Regions from separate parts of the Mus musculus genome. Here region 1 is linked to region 2. A link is a contact called in public Hi-C data. All regions are on one chromosome and are shown on one strand. Each heading gives the region's core, a stretch centred on a gene start, on an enhancer-like site or on the middle of the called end of the contact. The rest is flanking DNA. Distances are from core to core; before and after follow the strand shown. Region 1 overlaps Prtg (protogenin). Region 2 has its middle 8.4 kb from the start of Gm27204.

Region 1 (7,245 bases), core at 1,391-3,890, 84 kb after region 2:
TAACCACTGGCAGGGGACCCTGGAATCAGAACTATCCTTACAAAGTGAAGGGTTGGCCCCTCTGGGTCTTTGCTTGACTCTTTGTGAAGACACTGCCTAAGAGACAGAGGTCACTAGAAAAAACAATATTTTTTGTAAAGGATTTATTTTATTTTTAATTATGTGTGTGTGTGTTGGGGGCGGGGGTTGTACATTGTGACTCCTGGTGCCTGAAGAGGCCAGAGAGGGCATTGTATCCCCTAGACCTGGAGTTGCAGGTGGTTGTGGACCACCTGGTCATAGCCCTGGGGACCAAACTCCAGGTCCCTGAAGGATCAGTACACACTCTCAACCCCGAACCATCTCTTTAGATTCCAGAAAAGCAAATTTTCTAATTTTAGAATGGATGTAATACAAAAAAAATTTTTGGAAGTACTCATTTTTAAAGCCTGGCATGGCTGAGTGCATCTGTAACCCAGAACTGGGGGTGAGGAGGGGGGCAAAGACAGGAGGAGCCAGGCTTCTGACTGGCCAGCCTCCCTGAGCTCCAGGTTCCATGAGAGACTCCACCTCAAGGGAATACAGTGGAGAGTCGCATCTGTACAGAAGGAAAACAGCCAGCAGCGTAGTGATTACCACTGATTGGGTAGGGGCTGATCTTGCCTGCCCAGAGGCAACATGGAAACTAATAGACATGGCAGAATTGTTGTACGTTCGCTGGGTGGTGATAGTGCAAACAGAAGACCTATGGGTTTTGAGATTAGGCGGCCGGGGCTTGAATCCCAGCATTTACCCTCTCAGCTGTGGAGCCTTCAGCACAATGAGTAGCAAGTTCTCAGTGCTGCTCGCTGGTTTTGAGTGTGATTGGTCAGAGGACAGTAGAAGAACCTTGCTTGTGAGCTAGCTCTGAGTGGGAGCTGCTGCTTTTTGAGGAGAGCTTTCAGAACAGTCGGGTTTTGGAGAAGGAATCTCTGATTCTGCTTTTAATCATGACACCTCAGTGGCGTGTCTACAACAGTTTAGTACCCTGTGCATATATTAGTTATTTCTCTCATTGCTATGACAAATATCTGACACAAAACATTCAAGGAAGGAAGGGTTACTTCTGGCTTACATCATTTCTCTGGGTGTCCTGGAGCTCACTCTATAGGCCAGGCTAGCCTCAAACTCAGAGGCTACCTCCCTCTGCCTCCTGAGTGCTGGGATTTGAGACTGAAGTTGTGTGACACAGTGCCTGGCAGGGCCCAGTATTTCTGGCAGTGCTGTCCTGAGAGGAAATAACAAAGGATTAAACAGAAGACACCAATCAGTGGGCTTGTTTAAAAAGAAAGGTAAATCTTGGGGGAGGGGCCACTGCAGACAAATCTCCCTGAAGTTTTCTTTCCTGTGTGAAGATGAAACTTCAGATGTTATCTCTTTCTGAGTTACACCATTCAATGGAGTCCTTCAAAACAAAACAACAAAAAACCAAAACTACTAAGACTTCCAGAATTCTTAATGTGTGGATGATACTGGAGTTTGGTGCAACTCTAAGCATTGAATCTGTATCCATCGCCACTAGAAACTACATAGGAAATTCAGGGTGGCCATTTGTGGCTATTAGGGGATGAGAGGCACTTTTCTTTGGCAGTGGTAGATAGATTATCTACTTGTAGACTCCCTACACCCAGTGGACGACCCATCCTATGCATCTATGGGCAGCATAAGTTGGATTCAGTGAGTTAACAATACGCGCATACATACATGTATACATATGGCGGGCATGAGGGCCAGTGGGAGGACAGTGGTCCCAGAGGGAGCGGGAATGGGAGTGAAAGTGATGGTGATCGAGACACATTATCTACATTTATGAAGATTTTAAAAGAATAAATAAATCAATTGATGAGGAAGGAAAATGAAGCAACAGGTTGGACTCAGCCCTATTCTGGCAGAAATGATGCACGGATTGTTCTAAATCAGATTTCCTAGCAAATCGCAGAAGATGGCTATGAGTTCTTCAGTGGTAGAAAGCATTCTTGAGCCCAGAATCAAACAGGCTCCTGGCTGCTCTCCCTTTACTCTTGGGGGACTGCGGAGGTGAGACTACAACAGCACCCCAGAAGGATCACGTTTCTGCTGTGCCTTGTAGGATATAAGACTGAGCTCATGGTAGTGAGGTAGTGTGCATGTCTTTATTTCATGCTAAAACAAACAAACAAATAAACAAAAAACGTATTTTGGAGAGAAAGAAATAGTATGCTCCCCTATTTCATGAAGTTGTTGGATTTATCTTTTAAAAATAGTTCACTTTTCCAAAAAATGTCAAACCCAGTGAGACCTTTGTGGATAGAACTTTCTGGGTTTTACCGCTGAATTTTGAAGTCCTGTCTTGAATAGCCTCTCCCTTTGAAATTCCTGAGTATCCACTGTGCTCCCTGAGAAAACATCTGTCTAGTTAATCAAACAAGCTGTGGTGTGTAAGCAGAAGCCTGGTGTCCTAGCTACTTTAAAAAAAAAAGAAAAAAGAAAACAAAAAACAATAAAGTAATGGTTTCTTCCCTCCCTAGAACAAAATTGCATTTGCCTAAATGGCTTCCCTTTTGTGAGTTTGAAGTTTTACTGTTTTAGCAGCTGTGTGGTGGGAGGGGCTCCGCCGCATCTGGTCTCTCTTTGTGGACGACTGAAAAGGTGACGTTTGTTCCCTTCTCTTGGGAAAGCAGGTTATCCACAGGCTGGAAGCTTTGTTTTCTTAGGACCTAAATTATCTTGATGCGATTCACAAGCTTTCCATCGTGCTTAGGAAAAAAAGAAAGAAAGAAAAGAAAGACCGAAGAAGCCAGTGTGCCCTAAAAGCCCACAGCCACAGCACAGGTAACTGCAGATAACCCTTTGACCTTTGGCGCCAGGCAGAGATTTACAGTAGTCACTTCACACGCTAGTCTGAAAGGAATCCTGAATAAAGCCAGGCCCCCATGGAGAACAGAAGCCTGGTGAGGAAGTCCCATTCTTTTAAGTAGCTCTGATGCTTTGTTTGGCTTTCCTCTGGTCTGTGTGGAGCGGAATACCAATTGTGATGTGTTTCAAAATCATCTCTAACGCTGGTTAACTTTTAGGGTCTGATATCATGGTGGGTAGGGGGTGGGGCACGGTTATGCCCTCTGCTGCCTGGCTCCGTTCACATCCCCTTACCCTGACAGCTATATCAAGTTAACTTTCTGATTGAAATATTTGGATGGTTCCATTCTCTGTCTCGGCTTTTGTGGGGGGTGGGTTCCAGATCAAATCCAGGGCTCTACCCCTGCTTGGCAGAATCCTGCCTCTCAAATATATCCTTAGCCCACTTTGGTTTTTTTTTTTTTTTTTTTTTTTTTTTTTTTTGCCTATTTGTTTAAGAAAGAAACAGCAGGAAATCTTTTTCCAAAAATGGGCATAACTGAAAGATAAAGGAAACTGGAAGTCACATAAAAACAAAACCCACAATGTCCCCTGTTTATCTCTAGGAGGAAATATTTTTAAGCTTCGTTCCATGGGGTAGTTCAAATCAAGACACTTGAAAAAAAGATGCCGTGTCCTCCATCTGATGATCTTAGAGCTGTTTAATAATTATTGAACTGATTGCTTCCCAGCCTCTTTAACCTCTTCACCTCTCTTTTCGGTTACCCCACTATTGTCTACAGTGCTTGTGTTTTGAAGGGCATTAAATGGAATTTACAGTTTTATTCCTGCTGTCCTGTGTGCCTCTTGGCGGCTGTTGGTACTGAAGGTTCCTCACTGCTGCTTGGGCTGCAGTCTCCAGCCATTATCCTTAGGAACGAGGGGTCTTTGATAAACTTGGCAGTCTCCCATTTCCTAAGTCTGTAATCATGGTAAGTGCCTGCCGTCTCCTACAGAAGGAAGAGGCCTTTTAGGAAATTAAATCAATGCTGTCCCAGTGTTGATGCTCAGACCACTCTGGAAGGTTCTGGGGAATGTCAGAAATTCTTAGACGCCTGAGGTCCTCAAAGAGCTAAGTTAGAGAAGTTTTTTTTTGTTTTGTTTGTTTTAAATGCCACCATTAACAGATGAAAAAAGCTTTTGGGTGGATAGAAGAAAAATAATTGCTGTACTGGAGTAATTACGCTTGTAGACTTTATTTTGGTTTTATTTTGAACTTTGCTCTTTAACAACTGGATGCAAATGAATTTTAAGCTTTGTTCTAATTATCCTTTCTGTAAGCGAGGGGAATGCTGTAGCTGAGGCCCTTGTTGGGAGAATGTTTTTGTCTTAGGCTTTAAAGATAGTTTTGTATTTTTTTAACGAAATAATAAAATGTGCACCACCCATATAAGTAAGTGAAGGGGGCTGGAGAGGTGGCTCAGAGGTTAAGAGCACTGACTGCTCTTTTAGAGGTCCTGAGTTCAATTCCCAGCAACCACATGGTGGCTCACATCCACCTATCATGAGATCTGGTGCCCTCTTCTGTGTAGGCAGACCACTCTATATGTAGTAAATAAATCATTTTTTAAAAAAGTAAGTAAGCGAAGGCCTATTTGTAAGCACACATGATAGTAAAGATATTACTGAGTCTGGGGTGCAACCAAGTGGTAAGACACTTAGAACAGGGGTCTGGCTCTCTCCTCAGTAGTACAGGGGGAAAAATTAAAAATAAAATTATTGAAACTGGGAAGACAACTGATTTGTAAAATGCTGACTGTGTTATAAACACGAAGACCTGAGTTCTATCTTCAGAACCCATGTGAAAAGGCTGCACATGGTTGTGAACCCTTGTAATCCCAGTGCTGGGAAGGCCATGAGGCTCTCTGCCACTTAAGGTCCATCTAGTATAGTCTATCTGTGAACCTGAGGACCAACTCCCAAGATAGCTTCTATGAGCATGATGCATACCTCCATACACAAGACACTTACGCAAATAAGATTATTAATGGAAAGAAAAAATATTTTAATTGGAGACTGATTACTGTTTTAAATTTCCTTTTTTTTCAAGACAGGGTTTCTCTTTGTAGCCCTGGCTGTCCTTAAACTCACTCTGTAGGACAAACTGACCTAAATCACAGAGATTCGCTGGTCTCTGCAGGGATTAAAGGTGTGAGCTACCACCAACCAGCCTGTTCTAAAATTCTGACTCTAGTATTTTCAAGTGACTTCCGTTGTGAAGCTTTAGAGTCTTGAGAAAGACAAGGACATTTGTCACCTTGCCCCACAAGCTGTAATTATAAACTGTAGTGAGTATTATGTTGGAAGGGTGTAAGGAGACAAAGACTTATGTAATAATGAGCAGTACACAGTCTGAGGGCGGGGTCATGGTGTACTTCCCCGAGAAGGTAACACTGAGTTGACCTGAAGAATCTGCAGTAACGAACTAGGTGGAGGCCCCTGTTGGAACAGTGGAGGAACTAAATAGGGGAGGTACAAGCCATGTCCCATCAATCATGGACCTAGGCTGAGCCTGGTGTGTGCTTCTGTCTAAATAACCTGACACTTCATGGCAGGGAGAAGGCAGGTTTGAGATGGGGGTCTCACTGTGTGGCCCACGCTGAAGTCCACCTTCTCATCCTCCTGTCTCAGCCTCCAAGTGCTGGGATTACCAGAGCTGCTTAAAGCCACCTCACGTGGGTTTGAGCAGCTCAGCTTGTCAGTTCACTTTCATGAGCATCTGTAATTTTTAGAAGAGCTCTGCACTGTCTTTCTAGGATAACTTGCTAAAATACGTTTTGTTTTTGTTTTTGTTTTTTTTTTCAGTTACATTTTGAGAAGTTTAGTGTCTGCACCAGGCGCTTGGGTGAGGCCTCTTTCATTAGTAGTCTGGTGCAGAGCCCTGTGAGTTCTGCATAGATACTGCAGGTAGGGACTATCCTTGGCAGTGGCAGCTTGCTTTCAAAGCATGCTAGGATGGCAATCACATTTGAAGCTATGCAAAATACAGGAAGCACACTTCACCCGGTTATTGTAGGTCATAACTCTTCTTGGGGAAGACGTGTAAATATGTCTAACCATCGTCATTCTACATTTATATAATCACTCTGCCCCCACCCTATGTAAGTGTGTGTGTGAACATGTGTGTGTGTGTGTGTGTGTGTGTGTGCACATGTGTGTGCTTGCACATGAATGTAAAGGCCAAAGGTTGACATAGGTACCTTTCATATGACATAAGGTGTCTCCACTTTCTTTTTTAAGACAGGGCCCTCCCCCATCCCCCAATCTTGGGGCGCCTTGGTTAGACAAGGCTGGGTAGCCAGCAAGCTTCAGGGAGTCTCCTTTCTCTGCCCCTGCCGCATGCTGGTTCCCTGCACTGGGATTGCCACTTTGCCTGCCTTTCATCCGAGAGCTGAGTATCTAGCTCAGATCCTGTGCTGACATGGCAGGCTCTTACTGACTAAGCCATCTCCCCACCCCCTCATTCTTCTTTCATATAAGACAGAGTGAAATGATACAATAAAATATACAATGGTGTACAATAACATAACATACAAATCAGTGAGATGAGGACCAGGAATTGGTAAGCTTTCGATATTCATGGTAAAGGTGGGGGCAGAAAATGAATGAATGGCTTTTTAGGGACCATTTGGGTAGCACAAAAACTAGAAGGGGCTTATTATATGCATACTTTTACCCAGACCTTGCTTTAGTAGCCACCAGCATTGGAAGTGGAATCCTGTGCAAGAATATCCACTGTGCTGTTATAATCCCCCAAATAAGCTGTGGTCAGGCTGGTGACATGGCTCAGTGGGTAAAGGGATCCACTGGTAGAAGAAAACCAAGTCTTAGGTTGTCCTCTCATCATGGCGCATATACACACATGCAAATAAATAGACATGATACAGTGAAATTAAAATGTAAGCTACAGTCTATCAGACAATTTGAGTGAGTGTGGACACTGAGAAGAAGGTTTTAGAAAAATATTTAATGGGGGGGGGTGGAGAGAGAGCTGACAGTGAAGAGCACTGCCTGTTCTTCCAGAAGGACGTGGGTTCAGTTCCCAGCAGAGGGCAACTCACAGCTGCCTGTAAATCCAGGTCCCTCTTCTGTCATCCATGGGTACTGCATGCATGCAGCGCAAAACATTCATGTAGGCAAATCACCCATCACATAAAAATGTTTTTAAATTGTTAAAAATATAATACAATTAAAACATTTAATGGTCTGCATAGTTCACAGTATTTAGTGAATAAAAAAAAGCAGATTATAAAGTACAATTTTTAAAAACCTAAATAGAGTGAATAGTAAGTGGAGTTAAAAACAGTGCTTAGAGCTGGGAAGTGGTGGCGCACGCCTTTAATCCCAGCACTT
Region 2 (7,623 bases), core at 2,711-5,210:
CAGGGGCCGGAAATGGCATTGCCATACATCAGAAGTTCAGAGATTGTCATGGGCAGATCAGGAACAGACCTGATGTGCCCACCTGAGATGCCAGAGAATGCCACTCAATGAAAGTCAGGTTAAGAGTGTCTTAGCTGCCAGTGGTCCAGAGCAGTCTTATTCGAGAAAGAACTTTTTTTTTTTAAGATTTATTTATTATTTAGTATATGTAAGTACACTGTAGCTGTCTTCAGACACTCCAGAAGAGGGAGTCAGATCTCATTACAGATGTTTGTGAGCCACCATGTGGTTGCCAGAATTTGAACTCAGGACCTTCGGAAGAGCAGTCGGGTGCTCTTACCTGTTGAGCCATCTCACCAGCCCCCGAGAAAGAACTCTTGACCCCAGAGAAAGGAAGGTGAGGTTTGGGCTGATGAGATGGCCCAGTGATTACGAGTGCCGACTGCTCTTCCGAAGTCCTGAGTTCAAATCCCAGCAACCACATGGTGGCTCACAACCATCCCTAACGAGATCTGACTCCCTCTTCTGGTGTGTCTGAAGTCAGCTACAGTGTACTTATATATAATAAATAAATAAATAAATCTTAAAAAAAAAAAGGAAGGCAAGGTTTATGAAGCCAAAACCCACAATTACATCCTACCAGAGGTAGGCCGGGGCAGAAGTCTCAGTTCAGTTGATTAAGACAACTTGTTTTCTGTTGTAAAACAATGGACCTCCCAAGGCACCGTGTGTAGGAATCCTCTGTTCAGCAGGATATGGGTAGCAGTGGCTGGGGAGTGGTTGGATGAAGCATTAGATAGCTAAAGCTAGGATAAGAAGGAGTCACTCGAGGTACGTCACAACCCAGGTGTGCTAGCTGTACAACTTGACACAGACTAGAGCCACCTGGGAAAAGGAGCCTCACCTGAGAAAATGCTCCCATGACACTGGCCTGGGGACAAGCTTTTGGGTCATTTTCTTGATTAATGATTGATGAGATGGGTCCAGCCCACTGTGGATGGTGCTATCCCGGGCCTAGGGGTCCTGGGTGGTTTAAGAAAGCAGTGTTGGGGCTGGAGAGATGGTTCAGCGGTTAAGAGCATTGGTTGCTCTTCCAGAGGTCCTGAGTTCAATTCCCAGCAACCACATGGTGGCTCACAACCATCCATATGGAATCTGATTCCCTTTTCTTTTCTTTTCTTTTCTTTTCTTTTCTTTTCTTTTCTTTTCTTTTCTTTTCTTTTTTCTTTTTCTTTTTTTGGTTTTTCGAGACAGGGCTTCTCTGTGTAGCCCTGACTGTCCTGGAACTCACTCTGTAGACCAGGCTGGCCTCGAACTCAGAAATCCGCCTGCCTCTGCCTCCCAAGTGCTGGGATTAAAGAAAGGCATGCACCACCACCATCCGGCTTCTGATTCCCTTTTCTAGTGTGGATGAAAACGGAGCACTCATCTCATATGCATAAAGTAAATTTTAAAATCTTGAGAGAAAGAAAGAAAGAGGGAGAAAGGAAAAGGAAAGAAAAAGCAGTGTGAGGAGTGTGGCTTTCTCAGGAGCAAGCCAGCAAGCAGCACCCTTTCATGGCCTCTGCATCAGTTCCTGCCTTGATTTCCCTCAGTGAAGTAAAATGACCTACACCCATGGACATGGTGTTTTAACAGAGCAATAAAAACACTGGAACATCAAACTAAGACACCAGGTGACTTTAATCTCAGTTTCTAGGGTGGAGACAGTAGATTCCTGTTGTCCAAACTGCTCAGTTCATAACTCTTTGCTATAGCAGCACTCACTACAAGACAAATAAAGAAACGGCACTCCAAATTCTGCCTCTGGTCTTTCATCCCTTCTTTAGCCATCCAGAGCCTGTGAGCTGCAGTCTCACAGGCTCTGAGCAGAAGGTACCTCAGTTGCCAAAACAGTGCCCTCAACCCCCGTGGACCCTGCCTCTCCTCCTTTCCTCCCACCCGTCCCCCTACAGACCCAGCCTTAGGCACACCCTCTGGTTTTCATCCCTGTATTCAGAAAGCCACCTCTGAATTCTTTCCATCAGTCACCCAATTTTCTCTCTCCATTGGTATCTTCACCAAGTAACCCAAATTAGCAGAGGATTTAAGATTAATTCTTTTGTTCCGTATGCTTTTTTTTTTAAAGCTTTATTTATTTTTAATTTAGGGGTATGAATAGTTTATTTGCATGTATGTATGTGTATGCCACACGCATGTATGGTGTCTGTGAAATTCAAAAGAGGGCATCAGATTCCCTGGAACTGGAGTTAAGGATAGTTGTGGACAACCATACAGGTACTAGGAGATCCTAGACCCTCTGCCAGATCAGGGAGTGCTCCTAACCATTGAGCCATCTCTCTACCCAGCTCCCCCATTCTGTATACTTTTTTTAAAACTGAAGATAGATGCTCCTCTCAAGTATATCCTGACCCTCCCTCCACTCCTCCCAGCTCCTCACAACCACCCTTCTCCCCCAGATCCACTCCTGCTCCATTTCCCTTCAGAAAAGAGCAAGCCTCTCAGAGACACCAACCAAACAGGACAAAACGAGATAAGGTAAGACAAAGCAAAAAAAACCAATGCAACAGGAAGAGTCCCGGGAGCAGATGAAAGAGTCAGAGACAGCTGTTCTTACTATTAGGGGGTCCCTCCCACAACAACTCTAAGCTAATGTGCTCAGAGGACCTGGTACAGGCCCTTGTAGGCCTCGTTTTCCTGACTCAAGAGCCCATATGAGCCCTCCTTAATTGATTCAGTGGCCATGTTCTCCTGGTGTCCTTCACCCCCTCTGACTCCTACAGTCTTTCCTTCCCCTCTCCTGCATGGGAAGGGTGGAGAACTATTTTATTTTTAATTGTGTGCATGTGAACATGTTAGTGTGGTGCCCATGGAATACAGAAAAGGGCACCAGAACCCCTGAAGCTGAGGCTATGTAACATGGGTGCTTGGAACCTGAACTCTGGTCCTCTGGGGGACCTCTCTTAACTACTGAGCCATCATCTCTCCAGCCCCTTGCTCTGTAACCTTGTCTTTCTGCCTCCTCCAGCAGCTTTCCCTTCAGTCTTTGGTAACCGAACACATTTGAAGCCACTGGCATTGCTCAGAGGTAGAGCCCTGGCCTAGTAGATTGTAAGGTGTTGAGCCTGGTCTTCAGTTCACAAAAATAAATGAAAATACTTGGTAGTATTCCTGAAGCCTTAGGTTCAATCTCCTAGCATCACATGAACCATGTCTGGTGATACATAACTGTAATGGCGCACTGGGAAGGAGTTCAAAGCCATCCCCTGCTATAGCCACGGACATGGTACACCTTGTCTCAAAAAGTTAATTAATTAATTAATTAATTAATTAGCTAATTAATAAATTAAAGCCAGTTTATTTTTTCAGTCTCCATCTTCTTGCAATTGGACAGTAATGGTACTTTTTATCCATCAGCTGTCTTTTTCCCTCCCTTCTCACAAGAGACTCCAAGCAAGGACATCTAACAGTGGGGTGGATATTTCCTGTGCTCCTATTCATCTTAAAAAGACCCCTGGGCTGATGAGATGGCTCAGTGGGTAAGAACACCCGACTGCTCTTCCAAAGGTCCGAAGTTCAAATCCCAGCAACCACATGGTGGCTCACAACCATCTGTAACAAGATCTGACGCCCTCTTCTGGAGTGTCTGAAGACAGCTATGGTGTACTTACATATAATAAATAAATAAATCTTTTAAAAAAAAAAAAAAGACCCCTTCCCAGCTCCCAGGGGTAGACTTGAAAAGTTACATCCTTACTATGTAAACTTAGGACCTTGGCTATAGCTAATGGATACAGGGGTGAGAAATTCCTCTTCAGGCCCCTCCCTAGAAGGTAAGATATGGAGGGCACAGGTAGGGAGCTTGTTTCTAAATCCCTTCATGGGCAGAGCTTTACAGACAGGAGAAACTCCCACTATACAAGACCTACAACTGCCTGCTTCTTTACTTCCTTCCTCTGGGCCATCTGCTTCTTTCTTATTCCAATAGGCTGTCTAGAGACTTCTGCTTCTTGCTTTGGAGGCCTTCACATCCATTCCCATAAGAAAAAAATGTCTACAAACTAAAAGTCAGTAACTCTATTTAGAGTCATCAGAGGACAAGCCTATAAGGCAAACTGCTTGAATGTGACTTTCCCCGAGGGTCCATTTCTATCCACACCAGCTAGAGGGGTCAATGGCAGAGCAAACAAAGGTTTCCACTCAAGCCTTGCTTGGTAACCAATTAGTTAATTTGGGGTTATACATGAATGCAAGAAAGGCATCGGGTAATCTACCAGCAACTATAACACCTAAATTCTCATCCCACCTCACATGTCCTTGGGGAAGGGTGAGGGCTCACGTGTTTCCTACCTCTCCAAGAGGGAATTGTCAGTAAACCCCATTTCATGAGAGCCATGCTCTCATGCTGATGAGACCAGGTACTCAGTTTAAGAGGTCCATGATCAGGACTAGAGGGAGTTCAGGGTTTAGAGAGCCTGCTGTTGTTTCAGAAGCTCTGGGTTCGGTTCCCAGTACCCACGTAAAGGTGGCTCTCAATCAACTGTTAGTCCAGCTCTAAGGGATCTTACACACTCTTCCAGCATCCACGAGTGCTTACAACATGGGCACCTCCCAACTCCGACACATACTTAAAAATAAATCTTTTGGCCTGGAGAGATGGCTCAGCGGTTAAGGTCACTGACTGCTCTTCCAGAGGTCCTGAATTCGATTCCCAGCAACCACATGGTGGCTCACAACCATCTGTAATGGGATCTGATGCCCTCTTCTGGTGTGTCTGAAGACAGCTGCAGTGTACTTGTATATAATAAATAAATACATAAATAAAGCTCTTAAATATTGTAATATAATCACATCACATGAAGTTTACCACTTTAAAAAACAAACAAACAGCAATAACAACGTGAAGGGATAAAAATCCTGTCCTACTCAGAGGGAAAGCCACACAACATGCTATTCCTTCTTGTGGCTTTTCCATTCTTCCTGCCCCTGTATTTATTCTCTAAGCTCAGAGAAGGTGACATAAATGTCACTGTGCCACAGCAACAAGCATTTATTCCCAGAAGAGTGACCGGTTATGAGTTTCCATAGCAACCACCATCCACTGCAAAAAGAAGCTTCACTGACCAAGGCTGACAGCAGCAGTAATATATTGTGACTTTACAAGCACGTAGAATCCATTCAACAAAACACTAGTAGTTCCCCCACCACGACCTATGACCCCGGATTTTTGTTCCTACTTACATACTTACCAACCTCAGGTTCTCTCCAGTGGAGCAGGCATCAAGTCCTGAAAAATAGTTCACTGTATGCATAAGAGCTGGGCCGCCATTACATCAGTGTGCGTACCTGGCCTGGCATGCTGCTACTGTTGACATGTGGGCTCATAGCTTTGTAGGACCAGTGGTAACAGTCCTCCAGCAGCTGTGCCCTGCCCTCTAGCACTATGAATGGCAGTCAGTGGGTAGTGGGGCTTCTAACTCAGTTCCCGCCTAATTCTCCCTGTCCTACAACCAAAGTATACAATGCTGTCAGCAACAGGGACTTTACACCCAGCTGTAGCATGCAATGAACAGCTTGTATTGGAGAGGGGAAGGGGATTTCCTGACCAACACCCAACACTGAGGAAGAGATAGGTAGAGATTAGATGTTCTATAAATGTGGTCTTCCTTCTCTCTCTCTCTCTCTCTCTCTCTCTCTCTTCCTCCCTCCCTCTGCCATCTCTTTCTTTTCTTCTTTTCTTTCTTTCTTTCTTTCTTTCTTTCTTTCTTTCTTTCTTTCTTTCTTTCTTTCTTTCTTTCTTTCTTCCTTCCTTCCTTCCTTCCTTCCTTCCTTCCTTCCTTTCTTTTTTTCTTTCTTTCTTTCTTTCTTTCTTTCTTTCTTTCTTTCTTTCTTTCTTTCTTTCTTTGAGACAAGGTCTCTCATTGGCCTGCATCTCACTAACTATGCTAAACTGAATGGATCTATTTTCTGACAGCCCTGGAATATAAACACACAACTCAACACAACACAACACAACATAACATATGGCTCCCATGTAGATGGTTTCTGAGGATGAAGCTCAAGTTCTTGTGTTTGCAAGGAAAAAACTTGACCAACTCAGCCAGGTACCTAGCCCAGCTTTGAATTTTAGGGACTCCTCTTACTTCAGCCTCTGCTGCTACACTGTATCCTTTTTCCTGCCCCAAGTCCTATGCTTCCTCTATTTGTACATTTGTACTTTAGCCACATCCCTGTTTAGGCAGAAGTTTTTCAAAGGGAAACTTCAGAAGACTCTAGGGATCAAATTTAACAATTAAATAACAGTTGTAAGAAAGTAAGGTAAGAAAGTAATTCTATACAGGTAACAACCTTTCTAGCTCTCAATAGTTTTCTCTGTAAATAGAAATTAGAAGCTACGATTTTTCTGTGGGTAAGAATAAATGAGAGTTTTATTCATGGATTGCTTGTTGAATCAGATTTAAACAATTCTAAAATTCCTACTCAGGGTCCTTGGTTCTTGTCTATTCAGCACATCCAGAGAGATGTGTGTGGTGCCAGGAGCATTAACAGGGTCTTCATCTTCTCCTAAAATGGAGGCAGAGGGTGGGGAGCTAGATGTGCCCCTGGCACATCCTTCTGCTGGTCTCCGGATTCCTCAGGGGTGAGGGAATGGAAGACAGGCCATTCTGGGTTTTCATCATTGTAGCCTCCTGTGGGGCGGCAGCACACAAACAACTGTGGTTTTAGCGAGCTGAGGTCTCTACAGCCAGGAGCCTGGAAAACATCCCAGTCGAAATTCCAGCAGGCTTTCCAAAGGGGGAGAGAAAGAGGTAGAAAAAACTAGAAAAGTTTCGAAGTTTCATCCTGCTGACTTCTTTTCCCAATTGATGGAGGGAGATTAATGAGGAAGGAATGTCACCGAGTCAGTTTAGGTATCTGTGGGCAGGGAGCTGGAGCTCTGCTCAAAGGCTGTCTGTCAGAAGTGCTTTCAGTGCGCAGAAGAGAACATATAGCATAGTTTGTCTCTATAAAACAAAATAAAACAAAACATAGTGCACAGTGTGGTAGTGAGGTATCAGGTTCGTCCGAGTACCACGTCACGCATGCCAGAGAGAACAGATAGAACTACACACTAAGCGCACATGGTGTAGCAGAGCTTAGACACTTAATACTAAACGCTTTTTAAAACACAAACAAACAAACTTTTTAAAATTGCATTTTATTGTACCGTTTTGTGCATGTGTGTCATATGTGTGTTCACGAGCATAGCCATGGTGCACATCTGGAAGTCAAAGGACTGCTTGTGGGAGTCAGTTCTTTCCTCCCACCATGTAGGTCCCAGGGATCAAACTCAAGTCATCCGGTTTGGCAGCAACTGCCTTTATCCACTAAGTCATCTCTCTGGCCCCACTCACACTGAATTCCGGAGTCCTCAGGAACTTGCCCTTTAAGTAGGGGCTCCAGGAGTCTACTGCCCCTTGTGCCATGCCGTGCTGTGCCGTGCCTTGCTGTGCCGTGCCTTGCCATGCCGTGCCGTGCCGTTGGTCACACACAGAGCAAAGGTAATGCAGCAACTTCATCCCTGAAGAGACGCACATAGCATAAAAACAAAATGTGATCTGTTTCTAATTTTACTAATTAGGA

The links. Hi-C and Micro-C count contacts between places; a contact is called where the count stands out from the background.
Region 1: a contact with region 2 is called in a Hi-C map of embryonic stem cells, with 2.3 times the contacts expected there. The contact joins two enhancer-like sites. A contact is called at or near these places in 1 of 39 promoter capture datasets (the C10 cell line), 2 of 15 datasets of contacts at CTCF or cohesin (embryonic stem cells and pro-B cells), 49 of 484 Hi-C or Micro-C datasets (B cells, B-cell progenitors, the C2C12 cell line and 30 more), 10 of 115 datasets of contacts at active chromatin or transcription factors (the HPC-7 cell line, embryonic basal ganglia, embryonic limb bud and 6 more) and 2 of 9 other capture datasets (embryonic stem cells and macrophages).

Annotation. Positions count from the first base shown.
Region 1 is chr9:72,869,096-72,876,340 of GRCm38.p6, forward strand. All of the region lies in intron 11 of Prtg (protogenin), which reads left to right. Among named protein-coding and RNA genes, the nearest start is that of Pygo1, 53 kb to the right of the region's middle. Within about 2 kb of position 2,641, at least 68 of the 459 cell types and tissues checked have an H3K27ac peak or open chromatin away from gene starts, as enhancers often do. A contact at or near this core is called in embryonic stem cells, where this site is marked.
Region 2 is chr9:72,783,986-72,791,608 of GRCm38.p6, forward strand. No RefSeq gene overlaps it. Among named protein-coding and RNA genes, the nearest start is that of Gm27204, 8.4 kb to the left of the region's middle. Within about 2 kb of position 3,961, at least 6 of the 459 cell types and tissues checked have an H3K27ac peak or open chromatin away from gene starts, as enhancers often do. A contact at or near this core is called in embryonic stem cells, where this site is marked.